2 separate regions of the Sus scrofa genome follow, and region 2 is linked to region 1. Evidence: chromatin contacts called from public HiChIP or PLAC-seq data. All regions are on one chromosome and are shown on one strand. Each heading gives the region's core, a stretch centred on a gene start, on an enhancer-like site or on the middle of the called end of the contact. The rest is flanking DNA. Distances are from core to core; before and after follow the strand shown.

Region 1 (4,734 bases), core at 1,360-3,859:
TTGGGTCACCAGCTATATCCTGGGTGAGGGGGGTGTGCAAACTTCTGGCTATCTGGGAGTCGATCACTGTTGCATTGAAACACTTTCATTGACAAACACATGCACCAGAGTTGTGGTGGACTGGGAAGGCTGCCCACTGTCATTCACTTGCACCACCAACCTGTGCAAGCCATAATGCTTTTGTGTGAGTTTTCCCACTAAGGAAACCACACCACTGGTGGGATCAATCTCAAACAGCTTGAAGGGATTGCCTCCCACAATGCTGTAGTTCAGGTCTGCATTGATGCCATCATCACTGTCTGTTGCTAACACCGTAGCTACTACTGTCCTGACATTACTTGAAGGTGGCAGTAAAGTGTAGGAAATGTTTCTGGGAAGGGTAACTGTGGGAGCATTGTCATTCTCATCCATCACAAAGAGAGAGACTGTGGCTGTGGCAGATCTGGGAGGATCTCCTCCATCCACAGCCTTGACTCTGAATGTGTAAGTGGTCTGATGTTCCCGGTCAAAAGACATTGTGGAGTAAATGGTCCCCGTGTCATTTTCAATGGAAAAAATGTTACTGTTCTCCTCTATGTACAGGCTCATCTCTGCATTGCGCCCCTTGTCAGCATCCATCACCGTGACCATTCCCACGGGGCTGTTGGGCTGCAAGTTTTCTTTCACGTAAAAGGTAAAGATGTCCTGCATAAACTTAGGATCGTTGTCATTCTTGTCAGCCACCTGCACAATCACTGTGGTGCTGCCCTGTAGCACTGGGATGCCTTTGTCTTTGGCGTTAACTTTAAACTCATACCTGTCAGTCTGCTCGCGGTCCAGCACGGTATTGACGAGGATGTCCCCTGAATCGGGATCGATGGCGAAGATCCCCATCACAGAAGAGTCCAGCGAGTAGGCGATTTCAGCGTTTTTCCCGCTGTCTGCGTCTGTCGCCAGCACGGTGGCTACCCTCTCTCCAGGGATGTTGTTCTCAGGAAAGTAAACCTCCACTACCGACTGCCCAAAGACGGGCGGGTTGTCATTGGTGTCCCCCACCTTGACAATCAGGGAGTTGTTGCTGGAGAGGCTGGGGCTGCCTGAGTCCACCGCCACTATGACTACGTTGTACTCCCGGGTGGTCTCATAGTCCAAAGGGGCCGAGGTGTGCAGGAAGTACTTTTTCTTGTTCTGGTCGCCCTCTGTGTCACTGGCTGGCTTGAGCTGGAAGGGCACGTCGCCCACTACAGTGCAGGTGACCACTCCGTTCTCGCCTTGGTCTCGGTCGGACACCTGCACCAGGGCAATGGGAGTGTCGACTAGAACGTCCTCTGCCACATTGGCCACCCCGTCCTTGAGTGGGATACGACCGATCTTGCGGATTTCAATGGACGGCACATTGTCGTTCTCGTCCTTGATATTAAGGACCACCGTGGCCTTGTCGGTCTTGGGGGGCTGCCCACGATCGCGGGCCATGACGGTGAAGCGCAGCTGGTTCACCTCCTCGCGGTCGATACGGTGCAGGACACTGAGCCAGCCGGACGTCTCGTCGAGGCGCAGTAACCGCCGCACAGACTCGGTAGCCGCCCCGAAAACGTACTCTATCTGCCCGTTGACCCCCACGTCCAAGTCGGCGGCACGCAGCTGCAGGATGGGGGTCCCCGGGGCGCTGTTCTCTGCCAGGTCAGCCTCATACACGCTCTTCTCAAAGCGGGGGCTGTTGTCGTTCACGTCGGTGATAAGCACCCGCAGGATGGCCTGAGAGGATCGAGGCGGGTCGCCGCCGTCGCGCACCCGCAGGGTCAACTCATAGGAGTCGCGCTGTTCGCGGTCCAGCGCCCCCTTCACAATTAGCTGCGGCTGCTTTTCGCCATCCGGGGTGTCGGCCACCTGCAGTTCGAACACACTGCTGCGGCCGCCCGGGTTGGTCCCGCCGCCGCCTTCTGGCGCGTCCAGCCGCCTCTTGGAGCCTCCAGGGCCGCCACCGCTCGCGCCGTTCCCGCCGCCCCCGGGGTAGGGGGCGCTGTCGGCAGGCCCGGCGCGCCGGCCTTCGCCGCCGCCGCCACCGCCGCCCCCGGGCTCCTGGAGCAGCTCGTAGCGCTCGATGCCGTTTCGGCCGAAGTCACGGTCGGTGGCGGTGGGCAGCAGGTAGAGAGTGCCCACCGGCCGGTTCTCCTCCACCGTGAGCGTGAGCACGGGAGACGGGAAGGTGGGCGTGTTGTCGTTGATGTCGAGCACGATGACCCGACCTTCGAAAGGTCCACCCAGCTCTGCGAGGGCCCGATCACCGACACCTCGAAGTCCAGAAAGCACTCGTTTTCGTCGAAGATCATCTGACACTGGGGCAGCTTCTCGCGGTCAATGCGTCGCTCGCTTGTACTAAGCTCGCCGGTGAGGTTGTCGATCTTCAGGTACTCCGAGCCCGACTCGAGGCTGAAAGTCACCTCACCGGAGCCGGTCACGATGCCCAAGTCTGAGGCGACGTTGCCGATGCGGACGTCTGCTGGGCCCTCCTCGGCCAGTCGGTACCGGAGGAGTTGCTTGGCGGCCGCCAGGCTGAGCGAGAGCGGCAAAAGGAGACAGCAGCCCAGGCACCAGGCGCGCGCCCATCCCATGGTCCGCATCCTCAGCATCTTCTCCTGCTGCTGCTGCTACTGCTCCTTCTAATCACGGCCCCCTCGGCGCCCCCCTTCTCCGAGGCCAGTCGCCTGCCCTCCTCCCAGTCCTCTCCCCTCTCCGAGAAGGGAAGAAGCGAGAGGGAGAGGTGGGAGGGGGCAAGAGCAGCGTCCAAAGTCGGCCAGGGGAGACCAGCGTTAGATTCTTCTTTTTTTCCCTCCTGCTTCTTCCGAAAGTTATTGTTTCATAATTCATGCAATGGGTGCTAATCGCCCGCTCGCCAGCCGCCGTTCAGTTGCAGTACTCACAGTTCACGGGACACTGCGCGCCGCGAGCTCGGCGCCCCCCCAGAGTCATCCCCGCAACGGGCAGAGGATCCCGGACTCCCGTCCCTGCTGTGTCGGATGGGGCCGGAACCGCTCCGGCACGCGGGCAGTGGAGCCGGGAAGCGGCGGGGAGCGAGTCTGCAGCCTCCCCCGCCTGCCAACCCCGCTCGTCTTTGCTGCTGCTACTCGAGTTGACTCCAATTCACGTTCCAGCCACTCACTCCAGACCAAGCTTCTGCTCCGGCTGCCCAGGCAAACGTGAGTCGCTTCCTGCACGAGGTGCTAGGGCCAGCAACAAGCCAGTCTCAACTCCGACTCCGCTCAGGCAGCGGGAGAGCCAGTCAACAGATCGAGAATGAAAAATCCCGGCAGGTCGCTTCGGGCACGGTGCAGTGGAGACCACTCGCGTCACACAGCGGTCCGCGTCCGGGTTCCCCCCGCGCGCGAAAGAGCAGTCCAAGCCATCTTCAGAGACGCCCAGAGAGTCAGTCCCTTTTCACCCACGAGAGCTCGGGTTTCTTTTTTTTTCTTAACTACTCTGCGCAAGGTCATTAGTCACGAAGCCGCCGCCTGAAACCGCAGCAGCCTTTCGCCCGCGGGGTTGAAGGCTGAGCCGTGCGCACCGTGCGGTGCCCAAGTTTGGGTTCGCAGCCGCAGAGTCCGTGCCTTTCCTCACCTGCATTCGGCCCGCATGTCAGAGCACTGGGATCTGCAGCGCTGTGCGCGATTCAGGGAGGAGATTGCAGCCTCTCTCTCTCCGCGCTCTCTCTCGATCCCTCCCCTCCCTCCCTCTCCTCTCTCCTCCTCCTCTCTCCTCCCTCCTCTCCTTTCCCCTTTCCCCTTCTCCCACTCCTCTCTCCTGCACGCTCTCTCTTCGTCCTCCCAGTCCCAACGCTAGCAACTCGAGCTGAACTTGATCCCTTTGCAGTTCAAAGGTGAGCAAACCAGGCTCGGTGCGCAGGCGACTTTCGCCTGGTGGAAGCCCCCGGCCGGGCTCCCCCAACGGCAATTAACAAAGATGCCCAATTCTGTCCGGATTTCCGAAGAAAAGCAAAAGGCATGGGGGCGGGGGGGGGGAGTCAGAGACAGCTGCCAAGTAGCTTAAAAAAAAAAAAAATCCAGTTTGCCAAGGGGAGAAAAAGTGCCAGTCGGTTGTTGCCTCGGAAGTGCCCTGGCACGGCTGGTGAATTCCGCAGTTGTCTCGTCCCCTTTCGTGTCTGGGAGAGTCTGGTGCGGGCGCTCCAGCCGTCTCTTTGACTGCCGCGACTCAAAGGCGCTGAATGGCAAGCGGGAACCTCCCGCTCGCGAGCCGCCAGCCGGAAACCCGCAAGTTTGCCCAAAGTGATGGTTGCTGCTGGGAGCTCACTGCCTCGCTCTCGGCTCAAGCTAGTCCCTGACGCTGCTGTAGCGGCGGCGGCGGCGGCGGTAGCAGCGGAGCCTCGGAAACTACACACTCGCAGAGAAGGAGGGAGGAGTGCCGTGGCGGGGGCGGGAGACGGGAGCGAGCTAGCCGCCCGGCTTCGGAAAGCCCAGCTTCTGCTTCAGCTCCGGGGGCCACTCCAAGTGTGCACAATCCCAACAAGCCCCCCCTTAAGCTAAAGATTGCCCTATTCTTCCCCAGCGAGTGCAGCCGCTGCCCCCCGGGGGCGGGGGTTGGGTACTAGTTTTTTCTCCCTGGGGCTGGTAAATTTCCTCTTTGCTCTTACTAATGCCAAGTGCGCGTGTGAGCGCGCTGGAGCTGGTTTGAGGAAACGTTTTGCCTTTTCCTCTTCTCAGGCGATATTCCCCACCCCCGAAGTGTCTCTCGTTAGCGAAT
Region 2 (4,734 bases), core at 1,288-3,787, 79 kb before region 1:
TATAAAAATCGAAAGAATAATAGCTCATTTTTCAAAAACAGTACTTCTCCAAGAGATCCTCAGATCTAAAACAAGTACCATATTATTCATGCCAACTTGTACCAATGTGAAGAGGATGGCTGGAGATGCTAACAACACTCCAAATGCCTAACGCAGATACCGGTGTATAATCTAATAATTACTTTCCTTACATGACCGACCATACACAAAAACAATACTTAAGAACTCATGACTAAAATGTAAATAATCAAATAAACCAAATGAAACTCTGTGATAGATTATTTTATTTTTCCAGATTTAGGTGTGATGAATTTGGACAAACTAAGGTCAGGGTGGAAACTGCAGATCCTAGTGAATGCAAAGAACATTAAAATAGAGTATCATGCTGAAGATGGTCCTCTGTGAGGACTTGACCTCTAAAGTGAAATTTAAATGATAAAGAGGAGGCAGGCATATGAAGACTGCAGAGGAGAAAGCATCTTCCAAACAGAAAGCATAACATAACAAATTCCAAGGAGGAAATATTTTGGCATGTTTGAGTGACAGAAAAAAAAAAAGTCAGAGAGGCTTTGGTCTAGCAAATAATATTGACAATAGAAGTTGAGGTTTCAGAAATAAGTCTGTTTCTGGACTTGGTCATGGTCTAGGTCAATGCTTATAGACCATTTCAGGTCATGCTTGTAGACCATTTCAGAAGATTGGATTGTATTATCATTGTAATAGAAAGGTGATGGCAGATTTTGCTTTGTTTTGTTTTTTGGCCACACCGGTGGCATGCGGAAGTTCCAGGGCAGGACCAGACCCACAACAGTGACAAAGCCAAATCCTTAACCCACTTGAGCTGCCAGGGAATCCCAACACTGGCAGATTTTGAACAGTGGAAAGACATGTTTGCAATTGCACTTTAGAAATGCCAGTCCATGTATATTGTAGGGAACACAGTAGAATTGGGGAATCAGCAGATTTTGGTGGCTTTGATTATGATTTAGAAGAGAAGGTGGTGAAAAGTGGTTAGACTCGGTACGAAAGGTAACAGAAATTACAGATGGATTGGGGTGGACTATAAGGGAAAGGAGCAAAAGATGATCTGGGGGGGGTTCCCCTGAAAAACAATGGGTGGATATTAGTACCATTCACTCAAATGAAAAAGATTTATGAAGAGGACAAACAGGTGTATGAGGAAAAAGATCCATGGTTCTACTTCTACTCTGTCATGTTTGTGATAACTAACAATTATTGAGCACTTATTCTGTGCCAAGTATACTTCTAAACACTTATACCTTTACCAATGGAAAAGCTGAATGGGGAGATGTATTAAGCATGGAGTCCAGGTGAGATGCATGGGTTGGTGATACATAAAAACAAAATCCAGGAGCACTTATGACAGACACCTAGTAGAAGCAGCATAGGAAACTAAGAAAATGTAGTCAGCGATGGAGGAGGAAAACCAAGTGAATATGGTGGTAAGTGCTCCAGGGGGAGGGAGTGAACAACCACTCCAATGCTAAGATTTAGACTAAGAGACAGAACTGACCACTGGATTCAGCCAAAGGAATTCTGGTCACCTTGACATGGCCATTATCTGTGGAGTGGAAAGGACAAAAGACTCCTAGTAGTGGATTGAGAAGACTTTTAGATGTAAGTGGGGAATGACCAGACGGACTCCATGATGAGTTTGTTGTTGTTGTTGTTGTTTTTGCTTTTAAGGCCCTGGGCTAGGGTCGAATCACAACTGCAGCTGCTGGCCTACACCACAGCAAGGCTGGATCCTTAACCAGTGGAGCAAGGCCAGGAATTCAAACCTGCATCCTCATGGATACTAGTCGGGTTCGTTACCACTGAGCCACGACGGGAACTCTACCACTTTGATAAGTTTTACTGAAGAAGATCAGAAACCTGAGGCTAAAACTGAGAGTTTTTTTTTTTTTTTTTTTTTTTGGTAGTCAGGCACTTTGTGTTTAGGTGAGGTTATATTACGATATGTTTAAATGCAAATTAGTATTAGACTTAGTAGAGAAGAAGAAATTTATCCACTAGAACATATCTTAGGCTAAAAACAAATTAAGTTGTCATGCATGGGAATTGCTTGCAATGAGTTGTTTTATTCACATAGATTTCACTACACACTAGAAAAAGCAGTAAGCATCTTCCTATCTCAGGGCAAAGAGGAAGAGGGACATTCTCTTGGACTTTCCCTCCCAGTTCTGAGACATTGTTTTGTTCTCTTCGTTCAATAAACCCTCTGTCTACAAAACCCAAACAATTAATCAAACTGTCTTTTAAATCTTGTCAACTACAAGTACTTCATCAATTCACTAGGATAATTTGGCAACTGACCTGTTTGTTTTTTGGTTTTGGTGTTTTTGTTTGTTTGGTTGGTTGGTTTTGTTTTTCTTCTATTGCTTGTCATCATCCTAGATGACTTGGATGACTCACTGAACTATTTAGCTTCAAAATTCTTTTGCCCCTATATTCAGTGACTAACACTCCCACTCAGCTTTGGCAATCCACACCCATGGATACAAAACGGGTTGTTGCTAAACAAAAAGTGTTCTACTGTCCTATCCAGAATTGTGAAATTCTCCTCTCTAATCCCCTATCCCTCTCATGCCCAGAAAAATTCTTCTTAGGCTTCGAAGGCAACTTTTCCCGTCCACTTTTTTAGCAGTGTCCAGTCCTTCCTGGTTCAACTGTCATCTCTTCCTAATTTTGATCCCCCTGATAACACACTTTCCTGGGTGCAATTGATTCTTCCATTCTTTGACCTCTCACAGCTGCCTTGCCAATCCCATTACCAAATCAATCCTACCATCTGTTTGCTCTCCTCCTCCTCCTGGGCTGCCAAGAGTTACTGAGAAAATTGAATAACCACGCTGATTGACTCTGCTACAAATTTATGATTTCCGTTGTCAGCTGAACTCTGAGCTGTTTAGCAGCCCTATTACTCATTCCTACTTGGCTGGTCTTCCCATTCCACACAGCAGCTGTTCCCACCACACCCTCCTCAGATACCCCTCTCTCACCCTCACTCCCCTCAACCTCAACATATGATTTCACCTCCTACTGCTGAGAACACTGAGGCTATCAGGCGTGAACCCACTCCGCTTCCCTCCTCTACATCTCCAAATTTATCAGTATCTTTACTCATAGGGACTTCACTTTGCATCTGAGAAAAATCTTCATTCTCTTGTTCATCTGACCTTTTGATTCCACTCCTTTCTGCCTCTGACAAGATCTTGTTTCATCAATGTGTCTTCTCTTTTCTGTTCAACCTCTCACCTTTTCTCAATACAAACCAACCTGAATTTCCCTATTTTGTAAAAAAAAAAAAAAAAAAAAAAAAAAAAACCTTCCTCTCTTCCACTATCAAATTGCTGTTTCCTCTTCTTTCTTAAAAAAAATCTTGGTAAAGTACCTTGTATTCAATGGCTCTGCTTATTTAAAACTGGCTCCAGAAAACCTGATGTAATCTTACCTGGTCACCATGCTGATGAAACCACTAGAAATGCTACATAAAAGAGTCATCTCAGTCTTCAATTTTCTTGATCTGAATGCTGGGAGTTTGGCTTTAATATGGATTCATTCACTTACTAAATGTTTAAATTTGGGCAAGGCATTTAACTTCCCTAAGATTTAGTTCCCTCATATTTAAACTGGGATGTATGGGTTACTTCTAAAAATATTCCAAGTTCCTCAGAGCAAATTACTTTCACTCACTGAATTTAATCTGGTAACGCTGTTATGCAAAGTATGTTGCTCTTCTTGTCAACCAAAAAGTTGACAAGTTACCCCAAAAGGGGATTTCAGCATTTCCTCCCTAGGGTCTGAATAGTGAGCTTGAAAAAGACAGTTTACCGATCCCCGTTAACCTGGGAATTTACTTCTACCCTCTGGATGTTTCTCTTTTCTGAACATGTTTATCCTCTACTAGAACTTTGTGAGCCCCACTGGTGGTTCCCAAAGCCATTGTCATTTAAAACATTAAGTTATAAACTTTATTTCTATTGCTTGAAAACAAATTTTACTAGTAGTAGTAAATGATCTCATCCGTGTAACATTTTTAGTACAAAATCCAGTGCCTAGTAAGGGTTAAGTCAATGTCTGCTATTATTACCACTTTTGATGTTGTTACTATTAGTATGTCTATGAGCAGAAACACTTTCTGTTTTTTTCCAGCTTTGCATCACACGGCTTTCTTCAGATTATACATTTACTTCTTTGGTGCTTCTTTTATGGCATCTTCTCCATGTCCCAACAAGACTGGTCCTTTGCTACCTTCTGTTTTTACACCCTCTATCTATTTTCCAGGGAGTTCACATACTTGCTTGAAGTCACCTATCGCTAAATGTAGGTGAACTGTTTAATTCTTTCTTTTCCTAAACTTAATCTCCTACATTTCAAATCTCACTTTCTTATTAAAATGCTCAAAACTAAAATCTAAAACAAAAGTCTTATCCATTCCTGATTTATCTCTCCTCTTCTCCCCAACCTCCAATTATCTGCCAAATATCTCACATCCACCTGTCTATATGCTGCTTGATTGATCTCCAAAGTCATGGCATCAGAATCACATCATCATACTTTATGAGATTATATGAGTTCCCTGACAACTATCCCTTCTTTCGGTAGTTTTTCTATAAAATGCCTTCCACTTTTCCCACAGAGTCATCATTCTAAAACACTTATTTTGTCACACTCTTGCTTAAAGCTTTCAGTGACTTCCCAATGCTTACA

The links. HiChIP or PLAC-seq counts read pairs in DNA pulled down with a chosen protein or histone mark.
Region 2: an H3K27ac HiChIP or PLAC-seq map of skeletal muscle shows a contact between it and region 1. The contact joins the enhancer-like site here to the promoter of PCDH7 in region 1. A contact is called at or near these places in 5 of 47 Hi-C or Micro-C datasets (adipocytes, embryonic fibroblasts, retroperitoneal adipose tissue and 2 more) and 1 of 2 datasets of contacts at active chromatin or transcription factors (skeletal muscle).

The regions. Positions count from the first base shown.
Region 1 is chr8:23,457,350-23,462,083 of Sscrofa11.1, reverse strand. PCDH7 (protocadherin 7) reads right to left here and starts at 2,609. Exons shown (of 5, transcript NM_001244484.1): 1 at 2,233-2,609; 2 at 79-2,230; 3 at 1-76. The coding sequence starts at 2,609.
Region 2 is chr8:23,536,419-23,541,152 of Sscrofa11.1, reverse strand. All of the region lies in intron 3 of PCDH7 (protocadherin 7), which reads right to left. Among named protein-coding and RNA genes, the nearest start is that of PCDH7, 79 kb to the right of the region's middle. Within about 2 kb of position 2,537, at least 12 of the 83 cell types and tissues checked have an H3K27ac peak or open chromatin away from gene starts, as enhancers often do. A contact at or near this core is called in retroperitoneal adipose tissue and skeletal muscle, where this site is marked.